3 separate regions of the Danio rerio genome follow, and regions 2 and 3 are each linked to region 1. Evidence: chromatin contacts called from public Hi-C data. All regions are on one chromosome and are shown on one strand. The core of a region is the stretch at or near the end of the contact, and the rest is flanking DNA. Distances in the headings are between cores, read along the strand shown.

Region 1 (3,108 bases), core at 305-2,804:
TTACAGTTTTCGTAAGGGATGCTCCAATTAGTCAGCCACAGTTTGCTATCATTACTCAATCGGTACTTGCTGATCTGGCTGATATCATGAACCGATTGCAAGGGTTTGTGTTAGTTGGGGACGAGCAAAATATTAGAATGACCTTGCATGTATTCAGGCCTTTTTACATAAAACACTGAATGTTTTGTGTTTTTGACAATATTGCAATTTCACTAAAACCTGGCTGGAAAATTACATAAATAAAACTTTTTTTTTTTTTTTTTTTACATAAAGATTTAATAATATAACTTCTTGTAATATACTTACTGCAATAAACAGTACTTTATAGGTCTATTTTAGTAAAGAAGTAAGGGATGTGTGCATTTGAACTTCTTATGCATTAAATATGCAATTTGAAAAATGTTTTCATATTGCTTTGTTTGTCATTTTTCTGACCAATTTTTTTAGATTTTATCTATTATTTTCTGTAAATCTTCTTTTGACCATGACATGTTCACACCTAAATGGCTATAAGAGAAATGTTTAAGGGGTAATTTGCAACATCCTTAATTTTTTTTTAACTTGGGTAAGAAGATATCTCCACTTAAGTAACATACGTAGAGGAAAAATGTGCTTTATGCATTGCCAATCACTATGACAAAGAATCAGTACTTGGTATCGGCTGCAAAAATCCTGATTGGAGCATCCCTAGTTTTTGTGGGGGTTTTTAATTTAGCATATCATTTTATTTGGAGGTAAACAATCCCTTTAATTTCTTCACAAATTATTTTAAACATTTGATTGGAAAAGTGGATAATATTACATTAGGGTTTTTTTATAAAATCTTGGTCTATCCATAATTCCCATAAACCCATTTACATGTGTCACTTGGTTTCATAACTGTCTCTACATATAGTTATGAAACGTTGAAAAGAGCATAAAGGTGCGTTCTAACCTTCGACTGGTGAATCTGCACATCTAATATCTTGAGGGTGCTGATAGGGAACAATAAAAAAAACAGACAGTCTGATACTGACCTCATTAAGGATGCTTTCTAGGGTCGGAGGTGTGTCCACTTGAGGGATGTCAAACTCTTTATCGTCAATCTACAATGTAAATGCATGTTTACTATTAAAACGCACATGTATCAAAGAACAGAGCTATAAAGAAGTGCAGAGGATTCTTACCATACATACAATATAATAACAATAATACATTACAAAAACATATAACGGTTATGCACAAAACAATCACGACCTCAGTGACAAACGTAAAAGAAAGAAGCATAAATAAAGCGCACCTATCTAATAACCTGTAAATAAGCAAACCAATTATAACAAAAATTAACACAATCATAGACACTGAATCATCTTAACGTTAACGTTAGTCAATCTCAGACGTACCGCCTCTATTTCCATTAAATTGAGCTGTGACGACGCAGAAACAAGACTCCGACAGTCTGGAGACTCAGCCATTGTACTGTCAAAGATCAGCTCTTGGATAAAATATCATCAAGTTATATCTTTATCAGCTGTAGTCAAAATGCACTACAGCAACAGACTACATCCTAGTTGTTGTCGGAAAAGGCGGGACTTCACGGCATACGTAATCATTCAACTTCCTGTTTATAAAAAGTCGTGTCTTTAAAAACATATCCGGCTAACTTGTTTGGATTTTTTTTATACATAAGCAAAAAATGCATGGCTTCAATTTTCTTTTACATTTTACATTTTCTTTTACATTTTCTGATTGAAGTTGACTCACTGCTCAAATCTTTCTGTATGTGTAAAACAAAAAATGTGTCAGATTCCTGGTTCTATATAAAGAGCTGTTGTCTATTGACTCTGATTAGAACGCTTTCCTAATGCTCTTAATTTATTTTCATACACTTTTATACAATTGTAAATTACTCACCCCTTCCTTTGTTTTGTTAATCTTTTTTTTTTTTTCTTTCTGCTGCTAATGTAATTTGTATTTTTCTCAATTTTATGTCGATCTCCTGATTGTGGTTGTATATTTGCATTCTTTAATAAAAAATAAAAATAAAAAGTTGTGTCTTTAATAAAAATGTTATTACCATCGTATGATATCAGTAGAGTTTCTTCTTACTACCTGTCTTTCTTGAGTGGTAATTTTAATTTAGTAAACTTAAAAATACATAAAAAACACCAAATTCCCTGTATTATCAATATTATTATTATTCATTTATTCATTAATTTTCTTTTCGGCTGAGTCCCTTTATTATTCTGGGGTCGCAATTAACCACAAATTTATCCAGCATATGTTTTACGCAGCGAATGCTCTTTCAGTTGCAACCCATTACTGGGAAACCCATACACAGTCATTCGCATACATACATACATGAACCAGCAACCTTCTTGTTGTGAGGCGACAGGACTACATAATGCGCCGCAATTATTATTATTATTCTCACTTATAAATTATTTAATTCACTTATAAATTAATTAATTCTATAAAATAAGCCTTCACTTAACTCCATCATCATTGTAATTTAATATAAATCTGAACAGAAAGGCAATACAATAGAAATAGAAATGCAGTTTTTTTTAAATTATGCCGTTTTCTTTAAAACACGTTATTATTATTATTATTATTATTATTATTATTATTATTAATATTGTTGTTGTTGTTGTTGTTATCATTTTCATTATCATTATCATTATCATATATTATTATTATACTGTTTGTTTGTTTTTTTTATTTATTTAATTATTTAAGTTGTATACAAGATAAATATGCAATCATTTATATCACAGATTTTATAAATTGATGTATGTGTATATGCTGAACATTTCCAACCAAATGTATAAATCTTTCAATAGGATATTCACATTTTATCATAAAATATGTAAGCAAAATTACAAAAGAAAGAAAGAAAGAAAATTAACAAGAGCAAATAAACATAACAATTACTGTAGAGAAGAGAAGTTTAGTTCTTGGAGTAGGCCCGTATTTACAGTTTTGATTGCTTTAAGTGTTTTTAAATAAAGTTTGACAGCAGCTTTTAAGTGGAAGATATTAGCCTTCCTCTCTGACCATTTACACTTGTGTATATGAAACTTTCCTAATAATATCAAAAGATTTAACATAAACAGGAGATTCTTATCT
Region 2 (3,217 bases), core at 342-2,841, 340 kb before region 1:
TGTCCTACATAGTTTCGCTTCAACCCAAATCAAACACACCTGCCTGTAGCTTTCTAGTGATCTTGAAGTCATTGATTAGTTTGTTTAGGTGTGTTTGATTAGTGCTAAAGCAAAAAACTGCAGAGACACAGACACTCGTGGATCAAGTTTTGCCCATCCCTGTTCCTGGTACTGTTCTGTTGTTTTGAAAACCTTTTGAAAGAGTACCCAAAAAGTTTTATGGTACGTTTTGCTTTTTGGTACCTTTTGACAGTGGAAATGGACATACTGTAAAGAAGTACCAAACTGTACCATATTATACCGCTCAGTGGAAATGGGCCATTTGTGTCTAACATAAGGCAGACAGCCTGTGTATGTGTGTTAAAGGGCACCCATGATAAAAATGTTTGAACAGAACTGTGTCTATAGTGCGTACACAGTCATAATAGAGTGATAGAAACACAATAAGTCTCTTTATTTAAAATTCCTGATGTTAAAATAGAATCCAAATCCCTGCAGTTCTAAGGATACCGCAACTTGACAGGAGCAGTGCGGGTTTTTCTACCAATCGAATTGACTGACAGCCGCGTATTAAGATGTCTCCATAGTAACACGTGTATCCACAAGACAGGACATGCGCAAAGCAACTGGGATTAAAAAGTCTGTTCAGCTCAAGAATAAGTTTTACAAGTTTAAAATATTTTGAAACAGTGCATGTTTCTAATAAAATAAACTTGCCTTTAAAATAAACTTTACTCTAAAGTAAAGAGTAAAATCACTATGTAATTCATCACCACAGCTGCATGTCAGTACAATCGCTTCAATATTGATTTTGCTCTTTAAATCAGGTTTATTTTGTACATAACATACACATAGTGGATATTAATGTGTTTCTTGTCACATTTGCCATGCAAACAGTGCAAAGTTAAACGTGTGTGTGTTCACGCAAACTTGTGTGTGCGACTCTTTGCTCCAGAAAAGCTTTAATTCACTTCACAACAAGTACATCAAACAACCATACTATTACTATAGTATTTCTAATTTTTATCTGTCGCTGTGCTGTTGATGTGACATAAGAAAATGGAGACATGATGTGTCAGAGCAATAGAGAGCTATCTCTGTGTCTTTGACAAGCACTGTGGGAATGGTGGGCAGGGAGAACCAGCTCATTTGCATTTGGCACAGGCAGGGGCGTTGCTAGAGTCGAAAGGAGTTCACAGTTCATCCCCCAGAACCATGTTACAGTAGCTATAAAATAATATGCTCACTGTCATTTAACTATTATAGGAACAGATGTGACGGGCTATATCATATCTAGATAAATATGTTTAGATATCTTTATCATATCTAAGCTAATACAATTTACGTTTTTTTTTCTCTAATTCGCATGTATTTACATTTATATGATGCACATATTATTGATTAGTTATTTTATTTCACCAAAACTACACACATTTTATGAAAACAAATATTAAGCTTCATCAGTAGTTGGAATTATTCAGTTTCGCGAAACAGTTTTATTATTACCTCATCAGCTTCAGCTCCTCAAAATAATGAAGGAATGATGAGAGTGCAGTGGCGGGATTTTTTTAACACTATGTGACAACAGTGCCACTCCAACCTGCCGGTAGAAACAGGTACTGCTGAACAGCTGACTATTTAATCACCAGACACAAATGCTGCTTTAAGTGGAATGTGCGTGATGCATGTGGTCATTTTAAGTACTTAGATAACAAAATAAATGTTATACAACCTATTTTTATTTAAGTGCATCAAATTCTAAAAGATCAGGGGCTTTTGACAATACATCAGGGGCTTAAGCCCCCAAAGCCCTTTCATTCAAGCTTTTCAGTAGATGGTGTAAATGCACCATATGCTAGTTTGCCATGCAACCATGAAGGGTGCAACCTTGATGTCACATGTATAGTGTGAGCAGTCAAGTTGCTGCTCAACAATCGGGTCTTATAGTATGAGTAGCCCACATAAATCTTAAGCTTTGATGTTTACATTAGTGTGCCTGAACTTAATGAGTGTCACTGAATCATTCATCCTGCTGATTAAAAAAACGTAAAAAATAAAAATAAAAATGTAACCTTTCACCGTGTATGTTTTTAGTACTTCAGCTGATAACCATCCCACAACATAAATCATATGTTTCTCCTATGTGTGTGTGTGTGTGTGTCAGAACACACATGATAACATGGGTATGATGACAGAGGCGGTGATTGCAAGATGGTGGTTTATTATGAGGACGTGCAACCTTGTCACCAAGGTGAAACCAATAAATTATCACATTTCAATTGGCATTTCATTGAAAGTGATAAAAGCAGAATAATTCTCACTAGAGCTTTGATGCTTCCCTATTTATTTCATTATTGACGTTTTAACAAATTTTTATTTAATAAAAAATCACTTAATCAAAGAAAATAGAACAAAAAAAAAAATACTACAAAAAGACTTTATCAGTATCTTTAGTACACCAACAGATATAGAACGAGGGTTGACACAGCATCACAGAACAGAAGTTGATTATCTAAAAAAAAAATTGTATTTTTAAAAAATGTTTAATAAGTCATTTTTATTATTGATGAAACTAGTAGATGACTTGTGCAATACATATGTTTGTTGGTTGTGTTAAAAGGTCAGGCAGATGTAACCTTGCTGCACTATCAGGCAGAGTCTTTGAAGGCTGCGTTTTTGCGTAAAGTCACCTCATAAAACAGATTTCAGTCAGACTTCATGAACAGCATGACAGTTTAATCATGTACAACAAAGTAAAGAGAGCATGATAACTAAGGGAATATTTGCTTAATTAATAACTTCTGGCTAGTAATGTCATCAAATGTGCAAAAAAAAAAAAAAAAGAGTAGGTCAAGAATGTTTATTTATCCATAAAATAAAACTGTATGCCAGTTTGACCCACACAGTGAAAATAATTGTGAAAATAAATCGTACAATGTCTTTAATCAAGTCTTAACCTGCATTTTAACAACCCTCTTTTTAGCAGAGGACTGGAAAGGTTTGTTCTACTTCATTACCACTTGATGGCAGAGTTGACTTAAAAGCTCAAACAGCTGTCAACACAGGCAAGGCTTTGGAAGGATTTGGAATTATTAACTGCCATTGTATCACAGAAAATAGCTTAAACTGCTGTCTAAAATGTGCAGAAAACATGTATAATGTATCAGGTGTTGTTTCTGAAAGCTTTGGCAGATGAAAGGAGAGGGGTCTGGCTGCA
Region 3 (3,176 bases), core at 578-3,077, 440 kb before region 1:
TTTTGATGTCACAACATGCAAAACCAAAATTAACAGACTGATCTAAATGTTTGTGAAAGTAATGTTATAAGAATCAGATAACTCGTGCATTAAACTTGTCAAATATTCATTCTTGAGTGAAGCATTTCGTTCGGTTTTGAGAGGGAATTGTTAGATTCACATTTTCATTTTTACATTTGCAGACTTTTTCAGCCCACAAAAAACAACATTATTTAAGTTATTGGTTGTATTTAATAATAAAGTGAGATCCCCCACTGTCTTCAAAGCACCTTCCGAGGTTAGATGTTGGTTAAGAACATAATTAGGTTCACTGTAATGGTTGTAAAGCACACACTACTACTTGCAAACTGAAAATTTGTGTCGTTTAAATAGGGTACATTGTTGTACTTTGTGTGGCTATGGAGCTGCATTTGAACCTTTTTTACAGTCCAGGTTTTAAACTAATTTTCAATTTGTTTGAAACTGTTTCTATATTAAACATTTTATACAAGCTTATTGTCGTACATTTTAATCTACAGATTTTTCAATTTGTTGCTGTGTTTGTGGCAAAGCATTCTAATTTCCCAATTAAATCTATTTCTATGTTTTAATAACAACATAAACAAAAATTTGATGTCAATATTGTGTAATCACTAATGATATTTAAATTATAATTAAATTGTAATTATCCTCCATTATTAACACTTAATAAATTGTATGAGTTCTGTTTGTTTGCTTTTTTGTTTAGTTTGTATGGTTGATTTTATTTTAACCATTTTAAGTTTTCAAAAGTTTCAAGTAAGTTTATATTGCAGTGTAAGTACATGAAAAAAAAAAACATTCCTGATGATCAATTAAATTGCAAATTGTTATTGCAAAAGGGTCCTATTTAACTCCACAAGAAAGAATCAGATCCATAATAATCACAATTATTGTAATACATTTTGATTCATTTATTAAATATATTATTTGGTAATAATTGTACATGTACAACATTGTAATAATAAGTATAATATTTATAATAATACTGTACATTGAACACGATACATATTTAGATTCAAACATTAAATATGTTGATTGGTGATAATTGTTAAAATCTGAAGAGCAACATAATTTCAGCAATATCACAAAAATGCACAAAACCAGAACTTTTAAGGTTCTTTCAGCTTTTGAGTATACGTTTTGTATTAAATTTGTATTTTAGTTAAAAAATAAAAATAAAAAATGTTGCCTGCTCCACTAAATTGGGTTTATTTTTAAGCTGGGTGTTAAAACAAATTAAATCAGTGCTTTTAAATTTCATGTGAATTAGAAATACAGATCGTTTGAGAGTGTGTGTCAGCAAAGTTATACAGAATCAATCGATGATTTGATCAAAATTATCAAAGCCATTTAATAAACTAAATTAAAAAAACAAAGCATTAAAATTAATGGAGCTTAAATTCTATAGAAGCAAAATTATTGATAGTATAAGATATTTATTTAGTTTGCTGTTTATATAATTAGTTTATAATTATTATCTGAAAGTAAATTGCAAATTGTTTAAAAATCCAATGCTCTTTTTATATCTTCACACAAAAGATGCTTGTTTTGTTTTGCTATTTAACTAAGTTGAAATAACTCAGTTAATAAAACAATTTATAGAACTTTCATTTTTTTTTTAAGATTTAAAACCTTTTAAATTAAATTTTTTGAGGAGGTAGTGACTTTATTTATTTATACATGTTTTTGCTGAAGTACATTTTCGGAAAGACTTTTCTTTATTAAATCTGCATAGATGCGGTAGTGCGGAGACAGCGCTACTACAGTCAGTGGAAGTGGGCCAAGGCACCCGGCTTGTGTGTGTGCGCGTGCGTGTGTGTGTGTGTGTGTGTGTGTGTGTGTGTGTGTGTGTGTGTGTGTGTGTGTGTATGTGTAACTAGAGCCGAGCGGATCAGATGCCACGCTGTGAACAGGACTTCAGTTCTGTCACCCTGTGTCATCTGATGCAGAGGAATCCTGTCACAGAACACATGTTGAATGTAGCTATCATGATTAGAACAGCAGATGAGTGTGGGCAAATGCTATTTTATATTAAGTTGGCTAGTCACTGTTTTTAGTTTATGCACAATGATCTTGTGTATTTGGTCATTAATATAAAGATTATATATTAAAATATTCTGTTTTCTTTATTCGTTATCCTTGTTAGGATTATAAATTACAGATTTGTGTTTTCTTCCTCTGTAACAGCATTCCTTTTCTGCTAATTAGGGCTGTGTAAAAATAGCAGTTTTCAGCAGTGTGATATCTGTTTGAACACTCCTTTTGATTCCTAAAATCCCAACATCAATCTTTTACTCGCATTGTTTCCAGTGTGGGAAATGTATCTGCTCGGCACTTTCTGATTTCATTACATTCTGCTGAACTGACTCACTCCACTGCAGTTGGGATCCTGTTGTTAATTAAAATGTTACATTTAAATGCACTTTTTTGTATATACAAAGTTAGAAGATTTCCTGTTTTTCTAAAAAATATATATTTTACTGTGGTGGCACTTGCAGTGATGAATTTGTTCCCTTTTATTATTAAATAATTTTTATTAATTTTAACATTTCGTATCAATTTGAACAAAAAAAAGTTTCACTTAAATCTTTAGCAGAGGAAATTAACAGTGGAAATTAGAATCTCAATATAGGCAAATATGTAATAAAATCAATCAGCATAACAGTTAGCTTTAAAGAAATTGTTTTCATATTTAGCAGAAATGTACTTGTAATTGTTTCTTTGCACTTCTAGGATGTATTGATTAATGTTACTCACTAACAGTTAGGGCAATGATTTTTTAAATTCACATTCACTCTGACTGTATTCTGGTATGTACTGTGAATTCCAGAAATTGTGTCTTAACCCTGTAAAGCCTGACATATGGATTTACTATCATTTTATTTTATTTTTTAAAGAAATGGAACAGTTTGCGAAGGGTCATATTTTATTTAGGCTCATCATACTTTTATAAGCTTAAACTTGAGGAGTAAAAAAATATATATGATTCTATTCAGTCCAGCTCTTAAGAAAAGACATTTACCATTGAAATTTGTGATCTATAAGTACTGTAAAAAAGGTTGGAAAGCAGAAATACAAACTAAGAGAGGGAGAGAGAAACATTTGTTAATTTTTGCTTCATTATGAGCGTTCTTTAGTTTTTATATTGAGTCCAA

What was found. Hi-C and Micro-C count contacts between places; a contact is called where the count stands out from the background.
Region 2: a contact with region 1 is called in a Hi-C map of an unstated tissue, with 2.8 times the contacts expected there. The contact joins the enhancer-like site here to the promoter of vps8 in region 1. A contact is called at or near these places in 3 of 18 Hi-C or Micro-C datasets (caudal fin, hematopoietic stem cells and an unstated tissue) and 1 of 4 datasets of contacts at active chromatin or transcription factors (caudal fin).
Region 3: a Hi-C map of an unstated tissue shows a contact between it and region 1, with 5 times the contacts expected there. The contact joins the enhancer-like site here to the promoter of vps8 in region 1. A contact is called at or near these places in 2 of 18 Hi-C or Micro-C datasets (hematopoietic stem cells and an unstated tissue).

The regions. Positions count from the first base shown.
Region 1 is chr1:33,661,790-33,664,897 of GRCz12tu, reverse strand. It overlaps vps8 (VPS8 subunit of CORVET complex), which reads right to left and starts at 1,554. Exons shown (of 45, transcript NM_001080616.2): 1 at 1,383-1,554; 2 at 1,017-1,085. The coding sequence starts at 1,454.
Region 2 is chr1:33,998,960-34,002,176 of GRCz12tu, reverse strand. No RefSeq gene overlaps it. Among named protein-coding and RNA genes, the nearest start is that of tmem41ab, 9.5 kb to the left of the region's middle. Within about 2 kb of position 1,591, at least 4 of the 62 cell types and tissues checked have an H3K27ac peak or open chromatin away from gene starts, as enhancers often do.
Region 3 is chr1:34,097,417-34,100,592 of GRCz12tu, reverse strand. It overlaps a transcript of igf2bp2b not described here. Among named protein-coding and RNA genes, the nearest start is that of igf2bp2b, 48 kb to the right of the region's middle. Within about 2 kb of position 1,827, at least 10 of the 62 cell types and tissues checked have an H3K27ac peak or open chromatin away from gene starts, as enhancers often do.